Linked DNA regions of Mus musculus: region 1 is linked to region 2. A link is a contact called in public Hi-C data. All regions are on one chromosome and are shown on one strand. Each heading gives the region's core, a stretch centred on a gene start, on an enhancer-like site or on the middle of the called end of the contact. The rest is flanking DNA. Distances are from core to core; before and after follow the strand shown.

Evidence for each region. Hi-C and Micro-C count contacts between places; a contact is called where the count stands out from the background.
Region 1: a Hi-C map of cortical neurons shows a contact between it and region 2. The contact joins the promoter of Scin here to the enhancer-like site in region 2. A contact is called at or near these places in 20 of 39 promoter capture datasets (the 3T3-L1 cell line, 3T3-L1-derived adipocytes, the C10 cell line and 12 more), 2 of 15 datasets of contacts at CTCF or cohesin (embryonic stem cells and large pre-B cells), 3 of 484 Hi-C or Micro-C datasets (cortical neurons, embryonic stem cells and liver), 4 of 115 datasets of contacts at active chromatin or transcription factors (craniofacial prominence, embryonic basal ganglia and embryonic stem cells) and 3 of 9 other capture datasets (adipose tissue, embryonic stem cells and liver).

The regions. Positions count from the first base shown.
Region 1 is chr12:40,132,012-40,138,991 of GRCm38.p6, forward strand. Scin (scinderin) reads right to left here and starts at 2,217. Exons shown (of 16, transcript NM_001146196.1): 1 at 1,899-2,217. The coding sequence starts at 2,097.
Region 2 is chr12:39,508,791-39,515,808 of GRCm38.p6, forward strand. It overlaps Gm34923 (a long non-coding RNA gene), which reads right to left. Exons shown (of 3, transcript XR_381461.2): 2 at 1,946-1,985. Among named protein-coding and RNA genes, the nearest start is that of Gm34923, 15 kb to the right of the region's middle. Within about 2 kb of position 1,376, at least 18 of the 459 cell types and tissues checked have an H3K27ac peak or open chromatin away from gene starts, as enhancers often do. A contact at or near this core is called in cortical neurons, where this site is marked.

The DNA.
Region 1 (6,980 bases), core at 967-3,466, 620 kb after region 2:
CTCTCCCTCTTACCTTCATTCCCTATGTCCACCAAGGCTACTTGCCCTTGTAGCAAATAACCTATAGAGCTCTCATGTCACAAATCACATTCTACCAATGTTTTATCTCTTTTATTCTTATTGCTTCTTTGGAGTGATAAATTCTCTGGATAGTTTCATAAATATCTATCTTAAGTGACTTACAGGTTCCTGGGCATCTTGAAAGGTTATAGGTGAATTAGATTTTAATTAATATACTATTAACTTTAGGGAGTTTTTTTTTCCAGATTTTTAAGATCATAGGATGTTTCTGCCCAGATTATATCCTATTATAATTGAGAAATTAGTTAGCACTAAATAGAAAATTAAGTTTAAGTGAGCCAGGCACTTAGGATCTGGAAGCAGGAGGAGAAAGAAAGAGGGGCCAATTTGGGCTACACTTAAGTTCCAGAGAGTTCTGGACCATCCTAACTATAAGCCCCTGTCTCTCTAAATCTGCCAAAGCACCATGCTTAAGGAACCTGCTTGGATGAGGAGAAATTTACTGAATTAAACAATTGGTCTTCTTTGAGCAGACTTCTAATGAAGGCAAATATAGCTGCTGTTAACCGCAAGCTGAATTTTCACCCATTTAAACTCACCCAACTGTCACCTGAGACATTCATCCTTTCTAGACCCCATATTTAGGGTGGGAATGCTGTTCTCCCCAGGGTCACTGTTCTATGAAGAGAGCATATATTACTGTCGTTTGTATTATGACTGCAATGGCATTACAAGGGGAAAAACAGCAATGGACACTCAACCACTGCAAGCAAGCACCCAGCACTGTAATTAAAGACACTACCTTTCCCTATGTGTCTTCTGTCTCAGGCGCCTGCTCCCGGTGTCTGCTAAGGCTTGGGAAATCACGTCTAAATGTTTTCACTTCTTTCTTAAATTTTTCAGATGTTAAATATTAAAATGCAATGGCAGCATTCAAAGTCTGTGGTTTTGAGTGTTTTCCCTCCTGAGCTCAAGAATAAATATACTGAAAGAAACACTGGTATAGGAGAGACGCTAGCTTGAAAAGGAGGCTCAGATAAAGCGCACGTTGTCAGACTGGGAGTGCCGACTGGCGCAAGACCTCACAGAGAAAGGTTCAACATTCACGATGTTTACGGGTAAAAGTAGAAGGTGGAGAAAGTGGAACACAGGGCCAGTGTCCTCCTGAAAGCCTGGCACCAAGGCAGCTCAAAATAATTACGACCGCTGAAGAAGCTGGTTCTGGTCCACACTGTGTCCTTCTTAAAACAGATGAATAATAAATGAATAATTTGAAACAAAGCAGCCTATCTAAACAAATACACCAGCCAGATAGAGCAATTGGAAAAAAAAAATGATTGCCGTATCTTTTCCCAAACAGGCAAGCCCTGTTGTGCGAGGATAATCTTGGTTTTGGAGCTACGTACGTAAGTAGTCACCGATAGCAGGGAAATCTAAGCCGGAGCCCCAAGGCAACAAATACAAATAAATAAAAGTTTGCTGCTGGGAGCGGGAGTTTTCGCTCCAAGCTGAGGCAGATATCCACAAACAAGTTTGATTTCATCCCCACCCTGCCTGAAAAACCAGGACTGAACTTGCCGGAGGGTGCTCAGTATTTGGCCAGCACCCGGGTTTCTCACAGGCAGGCAGTCGCCCAGGAACGCACTGGGGTTTGAGTTAAAGTGGAAAACCCCGGAGGAATGAGTATGACCCTCCAAGAAGTGGTTTGGTCAAGACTGATGAGTCCTGGATGACTCGCATCTCCGGAGTTTACAGCTCGCCAGGAGCTGACCTGGGGTTAGGAGAGGGTGCTGGCTGTGTGTCACCTAGCCCGCCCAGGTGACAGGATGGTGTACAGACCTTGGGCCCACCGCTGCCCTGTGCTGCTCACTGCTTACCCAGCCAGAAATGCAGGCGGTAGGAGAAGCCCCTGCTGGACTTGGTGGTGTGCAGCACCAGGTAGGCGTCTCCGACGTAAAAGTCACCATAGGCACCCTGGGGCACCGGTACCAGTTCCAGCTTCTCGACCCTCCACACCTGCAGCCCAGCCTGCTGGCCTGCGCGCGCGAACTCGGGGTGCTGCAGCTCCTGCGCCATGGTGCCGCGATGCTGGCCGAGCGAGCCGAGGACTTGATCCGTGCCCTGAGCCCAAGGAAGAGCCCGATGACCGGTGACCGCGAACCTGCTCTCCCGGCTTTAAAGCGGCTCGCCAGAAGCGGAGGCGGGGCTGGAAGGGAAGCCAACAGCCACGCCCGAACCCGGGCGGGAACCTGAATCCCAGTTTGGACCAAGTTAACCAAAACTCTAGTAAATGCCTCCCTCCAAAAAAAAAAAAAATGTAAATAAATATTATAATTGTTATTTTACGTTGCAACAGATAGATTTTGCTCGGATCAACTCGGGCGGGTCCACACTGGTCCCTGTCACCCCAGTTCCTTCCCTGCTGGTGTTCACCCTCTGATGCCAGGGTGAGGAGAAAGAGCATTAAGAACTAGAATCATCCACTCGCAAAACACGTCTGGCTTTGAGGACCACAGCACGTCGGAGTAACTGGCTGTATCACTTTCCCATGCGCGGTCCTCTAAAAGTCGAGCATAGTTGGCTTCCCTAACAGCCTCCCACTCCTGGTGGCCACAAGGTTTCTCTTTAGATAAGTTTGGAAACTCCATGTACAAAGGTACGTCAGGTTTTCTAGAAAAGATAAAAATCAGACAAATTCTCTGGCTACTAGCGTCAGAGATCGGCAAGTCCCCTGGCGCCTGGGAACTGTGGTAAGGTGCCACCTGCCTGCCTTAGCCAAGAAAATCTCTGCAAAAACACATCAGCCGCCCTCCAGGGACGCTCTGTACTGGGCTGTCCATGACTGTGATTTTAAACTGACCTGCATTTTTTTTTTTTAAAGATTTATTTATTTATTATATCTAAGTACACTGTAGCTGTCTTCAGACACTCCAGAAGAGGGCGCCAGATCTCGTTACGGATGGTTGTGAGCCACCATGTGGTTGCTGGGATTTGAACTCCAGACCTTCGGAAGAGCAGTCGGGTGCTCTTACCCACTGAGCCATCTCACCAGCCCCCTGACCTGCATTTTTAATTATCTGATTTTAAGGCACTCACTTCTCATTGGTTCACTCATATTTCTTTGTTTTGCTCACTAAAGAACGATTTGCATTCACTTCATTGCATTCAGAAACTGATGTGGTAAGGAGTTCTGTTATTGAAAACGCAAATCAGAAACTGCACATTAGAAACATTAGAGAGTTGTTCCACTTGGTCCCCAAATTGCAGAACTCCCTAGCAAGCCATTAATAGTAAAGGCACACTTAGATGCTCTCTTTAGTGACCTTTTTAAAATAAGCAATGCTTGAAGTGTTTAAAAATTTAGTGGCATAAAATCTGTTCAACAGTGCAGTGTGCTCGCCTGTAATCCCCGCTGAGGAAGGACGTACTTTGAGGGCTCTAGGCTGGCCAGTGCTACATTGTGACATTCTTTTTCAAGACCAAAACCAAGCCAAAACAAAACAAAATGACAATAGAAATTCCTTTACATTTCACACAACTACCCCACTCCCTTCCCCAAAGGTTGCCAGTTTGTAATTTTCCAAAAGACATTGTTAATCAACAAAAATATTCGTAATGTAGTATGGATAGATTTAAACACTAACCTGCATCTGTATTGTATACGTATATCTCATGAGGATTGATATTGCTGTGGGATTTGTTTTTGAGTTGTTGTTTGTTTGTTAGACAGGTTCGCATGTAGCACATGTAGCCCACACTCACCTTGAACTCAACATTTAGCTGAGGATGAGCTAGAACATTCTGCCTCTCAGATAATGAGTTACAAGGGTATACTACCACAGCCCAAGTTTATCTGGTGCTAGGGATCAAGCCCAGGACTTCAAGCAAGCTCTACTAACTGAGCCATACCCCAGCCCTATTGTATGCGTGTGTGTATCTTAAAATCAGGAGAGATTCATAAAGTCTCCAGGAAGTACTCCAGGGAAGTATGCCTCCTGATAACATTTTACCTGGCAACAGCACACACACATGCATGCACACAGACACACAGACACACACACACACACACACACACACACACACACACACATACACACACACAGAGTAAGTGTGTGAGAAAGAGAATATCAATACTCCATAGTCATAGACCTAGCTGCCTTGTTTATAGACTACATAATATTCTACATAATTAATGCCTTTATTTTCTCTGCTCCAGTTCACAGGCATTTATGGTACTAATATTTTGCAAATAACATCGTGACTCTCTTAAATAAACCTTACTATGAATGCCATTATAGTTGTGAAATAAAGTCTTAGAAATGTAATTGATTTTGGGATAGCATTGGAAATGTAAATGAAGAAAATACCTAATAAATTTTAAAAATGTTTTAAAAAGAAATGTAATTGGTAGCATCGTTGGTGTTACAGCTCAATGCAAAATGTCCCTGAAATGTTCATGAATGGAAGACTTGGTCCTTACTCAAAGAACCCTATCACTGGAAGAAATTGGATCATAAGGGCTCCCATCGAGTCAAAGCACTGATCCATCAATAAATTCAGAATGTGGTCACACAATTGGGAAGTGGTAGGAATCAGGAAGTGGGCTATGACTGGATGAAGTAAGTCAATGTAAGCTTCAATACTGGATAGCTTCTTCCTCCTTCCTGATTCCACTGACAGCTTGGGAAAGTTACTCAACATTGTCCAGTTCAGTTTTCTCATCTGAGGAATGAAAATACTGATAGAAATGGGTTGTTGTCTTAGTTACTTTTCTATTGTGATAAGATACTATGTCAAGGCAACTCAAGAAAAAGGAAGCATTTAATTTGGGGCTGGTGGGTCTAGAGGATTGGAGCCCATGACCACCATGGTGGGGAGCATTCTAAAGCAGTAGCTGAAAGCTCACAGCTCATCCACAGCAAATCTAAGGCAAAGAGAGACTGGGGAGGGTGTGGCTTTTGAAACCTCAAAGCCTGCCCCTGGGAATGCAACTCCTCCAACAAGGCCACACCTTCTAATCCTTTCCCAGTAGTTCCACCAACTAAGAACCACATATTCAAATGTGTGAAGCTATGAGGGCCATTCTCATTCTAACCACCACAGTTGTGAAGGGCAAACCTGAAACTGGTTCTGGCATACAGCATGCATCTGTGAAGTCAATTGAGACTGATTATTAATTATCTTCTCCTAATCTATTTTTATGGGAATAATGTTCCTAAAATCTAGCTTGGGTGAGGACTACCCATTCCCCAAACAATAAAGGTCTTCAAATCCTATTTCCTGTAGGCCTTTACATCACCTCCCCTCCCCTTCCCTCCCCTCCCCTCCCCTCCCCTCCCCTCTCCTCCCCTCCCCTTCCCTTTCCTTCTTTTCCCTTCCTTCCCCTTCTCATCTCTTCTCTTCTCCTCTTCTTTTTCTTCTTCCTCTTCTCTGCTCCACTTTCTGTCTCTTTGTTTCCCTGTTTGTCTCTCTTTTTTTCTCTGTCTCTCTCTGTCTCTTTGTCTGTGTGTGTGTCTGTATCTGGTTCCGCTTGATACGACATGATATATATGATATGATAATGAGAGGTTCCCGCCTTCGCTGTCATTACATAGCTCTCTGGCCCCAGTGAATCAGATCCTCACTTTGTGTTCCCATTCTCATGGTCTCACCTTCTGGCAGTCACAACACTCTGAACCAAGCTTCCTCTCATGAACTCATAGGCCATCCTAGGCCAGTCATAGGCCAATCTAGAGACTTACATCTCAGTATTCCCTAGCATTACTGTAACACATGTTGAGTAAGTATGGTTGAAATCTTGGTTTTATAGTATTCTGTATTCATTTTATATCAATCTATAAATTCCATCAACCCCTAGGGAAATAGCCAATGGAAACAAGTCATTTACCAAAGTCAAAGGCTTGGGATTTGGAACCTTGTGATGAATTCAAGTTTGGTGTTCTGGAGCACTGATGTCCAAATGGGGAAACACCACATTACCTAATCCTTGAAACAGTAACTATGTCAAATAATACAATTGAGTCTTTGTGATTCCTTAGGTCTGGAAAAACAATTGAGCTTGGGGCTCAATGGCTAAGAGCACTGACTGCTCTTTCAAAGGACCTGGATTCAATTCCAAGCACCCGCACAGCAACTTACAACCATCTGTAACTGTAGTTTCAGGAAATCCAATGGCCCATCTAGCCTCTGCAGACACCAGGCAGAAGTGTGGTCCACGGGTATGCATGCATACAAAATATTCACACACCTAAAATAAAATAATAACAACATTTTTAAAAACTTGGTTTCAAATGGTTGTCATTTCTTAAATATATTGTGATTCAAATGGCTTGGTTTTTGGCTTGGGTTTTGGTTTTATCATTGTTGTTTGTTGTTTGTTTTGTTTTTGTTTTGCCTTTTTTACTTTACTTTTATTTCTCTTCTTTTGGTTTTTTGAGACAGGATCATCTTTTAAAGCCTTGGTTGGTATGGAACTCACTATGCAGACCTGGCTGCCCTCAAACTCAGAGATCTGGCTGTCTCTCCCTCCCTAGTACTAGGATTAAGGGTGTGTGCCACAATGCTTGCCCCACCAGCTTTTAAGAACAATAAAATATTTAATGTCTTTAGTTTCTTTTATACAAAAATTGTAAAGCACTCAACTGCATATGCAAAGTATATTCTCTTGCAGGTCAGCAGCACCAGGGGGAAAAGAACAGCTAGACTATGCAAAAGTTTTCTTCTTGATTTGTTCATAATTTTAAAGGCATAACAGAGGAGACTAGGGAGATGGCTCAGGGGTTAAGAGAACCTGCTGCTTGCTCAGAGAACTCAAGTTCAATTCCCAGGACTCTCAATGGTTTGTTCACAACCACTTGGAACTCCAGCTCCCAGGGACAGGTTACCCTCTTCTGATGTCCAGCACCTGCACAAAGGTGGCATACACTCTCACAGACAGAAATACACACACACACACACAC
Region 2 (7,018 bases), core at 126-2,625:
CTGTACAAGTGAATCTAGGGTAATCTGAATAAGGCTGATTCATGAATAAGGCAACATTCATGTCCTGGTTATTATATTGTGTTAGAGTTTTTTGTGATGTTACCCTTGAAGAAGACCAATAAATAACAAATAAAGCTCTGTCTGTGTTGTTACTTACAATTGCTCATGAACCCGCAACTATCTCAAGATAAAATGTTCATTCTTTAAGAGCATGGTTCTGCCACCTAGCGACTACAAACTAGCAATGTGATTTAAAGGGTGAAAAGAGCAGAGGGGTTATCCTATTTTAGGGCATTTCAAATAATCTGGCCTATGTACTTTCACATACTTGAAAACATTACATGCTTATAGCACTACATTCTTGCTATAAAAATCAGGAATTTTTATCACTTCAAATTAAAACGGAAAATGTTTGAACTGAATGTTGTAGTTTTACACACCATGGTTGAAGAGTTGAGTGCAAAGAGAGGGTGGTGTCTGGATTAGTGGAAATGCCTAAGATTTCCAACTGTTGCTCTGTGATTAAGTTCCGATTCTGCATGTGCGGTGGAGCCAAAAGCCAATGGTAAATGGGGGTTTGGGAAGGAGCTGTCAAAATCCAGACTGCTGTGTTGTCGGTATGAACTAAGGAAATAAGGAAGCCAGTATGATTGTTGATTGCTTTATCAGTTACTCACAATCTGTGTGTTGTCTGTGTATATAAGCAGGGTCTGAAGGGACTCTAGGGATCCCTGCACCCTTTGCTGACCAGACAGGAAGGAGAAAGCGAAACTTGCACTTGTCAATTAAAGGCTGTGATTTACAGCTGACCTCTCTGCCATTTCTGGTATTTGGTGACGACAGCAAGGACGGAAGAAAGACAGAAGCCATTTCCACTCCAGAGGCAGAAAGAAAAAAGTAGGTATTGGCTGAAAGCACTTTGTGTACCTACGTTGACTCTACATTTCACAATATCATTTTTAGCATGGACAGAGTCATGTTACAGATAGAAGAAAAAGACAATAATAAGTAGATAGATAGATAGATAGATAGATAGATAGATAGATAGATAGATCCACAGATGCAAACTGTAATAACTGTAATACAAGAAGGCAGACAGTAATTTCGAAATGGGTGCATTAGGCTTTGATAAGTTTGGGTTTTTTTTTTTTTGTTTGGTTGGTTTTTTGTTTTGTTTTGTTTTGTTTGTTTTTTTGAGAGGCAAAGAAGAAATCATGTTTTCACCCTTTAAATCACTTCATTGGCTTGTAGTCTTTTAAAACATGGCACTCCTTAACTAGGCATCTAAATGGCACATAAGGCTTCCATAGACAATACCTTCCGATGTATGCTTTCATGTGGCCACTAGGTGTCAGCGTAGTACAACAGAACCTGTGCTTCCTACTTAAAGCGTTCCCACTCTACAGCAACATCTTTCACTCAGCAGTGCGACCAATTGACAGGCATACATGGAATAAAAAAATCTCGTTTCCTTTGGGGCTATCTCATTCACCAGTGACTTTTCGGGAAATTTTCCGTTAATAAGTGCACACATTGCAATCAAGGATCTTCTTCTAAAAGCTGTGAGAGCGAGTTTGCAAGGCGGTGCATGCCTATAATCCCAGCATTCAAGTCTGCTCTACTCCAGTCCTATCGCAGAGAAAATAATGCCTAGAGCAATGGGAGTCCCTGAGAAGGGACAGATCGCAGCTCCTGTGGGGAGATTCCTTGGAGAGAAGAGAACAGGAGAGTGAGCACAGGACTGATTCAGTGAGCGCCTGCAGTCTCGCAAATTCTCCCCACTGAGAAGCCCATGGAGTTTGTACCCTTTCTTCCCTGCCTGCTGCTCCTTGTAACAAAGCAGGCCTGGAACACACTGTGTACCACATTGTTTCTAGAACACCACTCATTTGAATGACAGGTGACTGGGCCTCTAAGGGAAAGGGACTCCTTTGTGACTACTCACCTGCTCCTCCATCTAGAGTCAGCCTGTCATTTCTTTGAACCTAGAATGTAAAACACCAAATCAGTTCTACTTCTTTCTGTGGGGCTTTGGTCCCACAGTTGAGTTGTGCCTGAGGAAAATCTCCAGAAACAGTTTTCAGGAAAGTGAATCAAGTAGGGAAAGTGGAGCAACAACCACGCAGGCTTTCCATTTGATTTGCTTCACAGTGGATTGGGAAGTGGGGGAACGGCAAGTTCTCCCACCTTTGCTTGTGAGCTCTTCCCAGGCATTGTGCGAGACTCCAGAGCACTCTCTGAGCATCAAGGCTCCGGTCGGCTGTGACAATTCACCCAGAGCAGTGAACCTATGGACATGACCACACAAGGCTCAGAACTGTCTGGGTACCACAAGTTTTCCTCCTATATAGTATAGTAAATGGCAATCTGACATGGACTGATATGTCACCAGGTGACAGAGCCCAAATTAGCCAATAGTTGGTGGGTGGGTGGCAGCTGCCTTCCTTCACCACAGTATTCATCACAGTACTTGGCACCAGCTGTGGTAGGGGGGTAGGGGGACTTTTATTTACATCAGCTTGTGCTAGGGGGACATTTATTTGCATCACCATATTATCTGTCTAGTCCATCAGTTTCCTCAGTCATGAGAGATAGTGCTAACCTGCTGAAGCATTAAGCTCCTCTGAATGAAGGAGGGGCAGCCATCTACGTTATAGGGTGATGGGGACCTGGCAAGGCTAACAGGGCCACTTGCTTTTGAGCACTTTCTCATTCTGCCTGCCTTTCATTTGCAGTCTTCTAACCATCTCCAGCAGTTTTCTGGCACAGCTTTCTGGGAGCATGATAGAGAATACGAGAGCATAAGTTAGAATGTCTGCATCTACCCGAAACGTTTTAACCTTTTCTAAGATATCCTGAGACGTTCACTTTGACATAAGATTTAAAGGGATTTCTTTGTAAAGACTGTTTCAAGTTCTGTTAATCTGTACTATCTATAGTGATCAGCACCACAGCCAGTCACTTTAGCTGGAGATAAACAGCCCTGTGGTGCTAGAAATCTGAGCACCACAACAGAAAGGAAAGCTAGTCCTGGGATGGTTTCAGAGACTTTATGATGCCGAATTCTCAACATTTATGTTTTCATTTGTCTTAATATTTTACTGTTCCTATATTATACTACATTTTAAGAAAATCACTTACATTATAAATATTTTTCTAACTTTTGAATGTCAACTTCTTGCTGCTTGGGGGATACTTGGCCACTTCAGCGACAAATTACTCCTTAATATACTGTGCTTATTTAAATATGAAAGCATTAATGTATTTTGACAATTTGACAGGCGAACATGGAATAAATAAACTAAATGGCATGTTTTTCAACTGTGAATTGTGAGATTCCTGCTTTCATCTTAAAATGCTTTATTATATTAATTATATATATACATGTATATATATATATATGTATGCACTATTATTGTCTTTCTACAAAGATGAAATAGATGCTGGTTTAAGAAGTTGGCTGCATGTTTTCTCATACCATCCAACATGAGCAAATAAATTGAATACGTGCTTTGAAAAGCAGAAAGGGTAAGTTGCTATAGACGTAAAATGGAACATCCTCAACAGAGACTCCATAACCATAGCACAGCTGGCATGCCCTAAAGAGAACCTGCCATCTTCTGCTACATATGCAACTAGAAACACAGTTCTGGTGGGTACTGGTTAGTTCATATTGTTGATCATCCTCTAGGGTTGCAGACCCCTTTAGCTTCTTGGTTACTTTCTCTAGCTCCTTCATTAGGAGTCCTGTGTTCCATCCTATAGATGACTGTGAGCATCCACTTCTGTATTTGCCAGGCACTGGCCTAGCCTCACAAGAGATAAATATATCAGGGTCCTGTCAGATAAATCTTGCTGGCATGTGCAATACTGTCTGGGTTTGGTGGTTGTATATGAGATGGATCCCCAGTTGGGCAGTCTCTGGATGGTCCTTTCTTCTGTCACAGCTCTGAACTTTGTCTCTGTAACTTGCTCCATGGGTATTTTGTTCCCCCTTCTAAGAAGAAACAAAGTATCCACACTTTGGTCTTCCTTCATCTTGAGTTTCATGTGTTTTGCAAATTGTATCTTGGGTAGTCTAAGATTCTGGGCTAATATCTGCTTATCAGTAAGTACATATCATGTGTGTTCTTTTGTGATTGGGTTACCTCACTCAGGATGATATCCTCCAGATCCATCCATTTGTCTAAGAATTTCATAAATTCACTGTTTTTAATTGCTGAGTAGTACTCCATTGTGTAAATGTATCACATTTTCTGTATCCATTCCTCTGATGGGGCTATTTCTTCATGGCTTACTTTATCCTAGGCCACTCAAATACCCACCACATGTCTCAGTTTAATCACATCAACAATGAAAGTAATGCCATTTCCTTCCAGGGTGTTTTTGAAATTAAGACATACATATAATGACCTGACAAGGGGCATTACACACCTGGGAAGTACTGTGTGGAGAGGCAATAGAAGAGATTCACGTGCAGGCTCCGTCTTTCAGGGCTCCACTCAATGCTTTGGTAGATCATGTACACTGAACTCCATTTCCCTTAAAACAGTGCACTCTACTAACACCCTAACTCATTCAGCAGGATCTAGTTGAATCAAAAGCACACAAGGAAGAGACCACAGAACTTCAAATCTCCCTTGTATCTTGTTTTGTGTTCATCATGGAATCCTGTCATTATTTCAAAATAGCTAAATAAAAGCAAAGGTTTGAGGGGATTTTTTTATTTGGTTTGGTTTGGGGTTTTTGTTAGTTTGGTTGGTTGGGTTTGGTTTTTTTTTTTCCTTTCTTTTTTTGTTTTGTTTTGCTTTGTTTTGTTTTGATGATAATTAGTGCTTATTATGTCAACTTGACAGAACCTAGAGTCATCTGAGTGTCAGGCCTGCGGAAAAATATCTTGATTATGTTAATGATGTGGGAATATTCATTTTGGTGGTAGATGGGACTATACCCTAAACACTAGATTCAAAACTGTAGATAATGGCAGAAGCAAGCCAGGCACTAACATGCATTCATCAGAATTATGTGAATGTTTTCCCACATTCTGTGAGCGCTATCTTCACACTGGCCTTTGACTTGAGAGGCAGGCATACTCTCTGGTTTCAACCTGACATAAGCTTACTTAACTACTTTTACATTCCATGACCTATGCTTTTGGAATCATATCCAGAAAATCCTTGTGCATTTGAATACTCTCAAATGTCTCCTCCATGTTTTTTTTCAATGATTTCATAATCGTGTTTTATGTGTCTTCAATATATTTTCAATTTACATTTGTACACAATGAGAGATTGTGGTTTCATTCTTCTTCGTGTTGATAGACAATGTCTCCAGCATAATATTGGAAAAACTACAGACTTAGTCTGTGCTTTTAGGACCTTAGTGTTTGATGATCAGGTGTATTCATTGTTCTCTTCTATTTGTCTGTGAGTTTGCTTTAATGCTTTGGGATAGCAGAGAAGATAGAGGAAAAGACTGAGAGTGAGAGGACTCTGAAGCCTGCTATGAGATAGTATCTTCCATATGTAACAGAGATATTGCCCCCATAAAGTGTCAACAATACATTTGACTGACCAAGGTCGACTACATGGATGGAAAATATGTTATAAGTTCCAACCTTACAATGGGAATCAATGGCTGCTGAGGGAAGGAGAATCCGTTTTCTCCAGAAACAACACCCTTGATCAGTTTTCTAATCCCAAGTGGTCAGCCATAATCATTGGTACAACAGGAAGCAATAATTGAACTCAATAATGTGTGTGTGTGTGTGTGTGTGTGTGTGTATGTGTGTGTGTGTATGTGTGAAACAGTAATTATAGATGTAATGATTTTAGAAATAAGATGGAAGACATGGGGAGATTTTGAAAGGAAAATGAAGGAATAAAAAAAGATGCAAATATGATAGAACTTCATGCATGAAATCCTCAATTTTTAAATTCAAAATAGAATCACTAAAGCTTCTAGTATGGATAAATGAAATAATAGCAAACACTGTAGAATGCGGCTTCATTATGCTAACAGGAGTACTTTCCCAGTATAAATGTTGTAACTAAAAACTGTGTCTCTAATATTATGTCAGTAAGCTTCCAAGCACATGAGTAGCATGGCCAAGATGCTTTGCAGACATAAACACTGTGACAAATCCCACACACATGTCTCATTCATAAAAACAGGAATGTTTATGGAGGTTCTGAAATAGTTCCTCAAAGCCCAACTGTTACCCAGACTACCACTCCACGGTCACTTGTGTTATGATCTCCTACTACCATTCTAATTATTTTTTAGTGTGCTACTCTATTTTCACTACAAATTTCCCAGCGTTCTCTTAGGGCAATTAACCTTGTAGCAAATGGAAATGATGCTCATCAGATGTACATGTGTCTTCCATCATCTTTTATATTTATAGTAATTACGTTAATTCCACAAAGGAAAGGAAAGACCACTCACTACCCAAATTCTTTTGGTTGAATTAAGCAAGATTTATTTTCCCTCAGGCAGGCCCATGTCCCTGAGACAACAGCCATGAACACAGGATACAGTGAGGTATATATACCTTTAAAAACCTACAAGCCTGAGGGTTTTCAAGAGCTAGGGTTTTTTTTTTTTTTCCAAATTACTGAATATTTGAAATTGGATGACCATTTGAAAATGATTTGCCAGAAAACATTTTATCTTATCATTATGAAAGTCAGGGTATAGGATATAGAACAAACATGTCCAGTTCCAGAAAATGGGTCAAGATATGGTCATAGTTAAGTTTTAGAAAACAGGAATTAACTTATTTTGGCCTTGTAACAAGAAGGCTTCTAATCTTATGGTAGAGTAAGGCTGATGTATCAATTTATTTTTTTAATTTCAAGTTAGAAATTCTCTTTCAGTTAGATTTGTTAGCAGTTGCAAAAGAAACTGACTTAAGTAAGATATTTAAAGTTGAAAGGCAAATAAGTGGAAGACAATGAGATAGTTCTCAGCAAAGCCTAAAAAAGAATAGAAAAAATAAAGGGTCACGTTTTCTTGT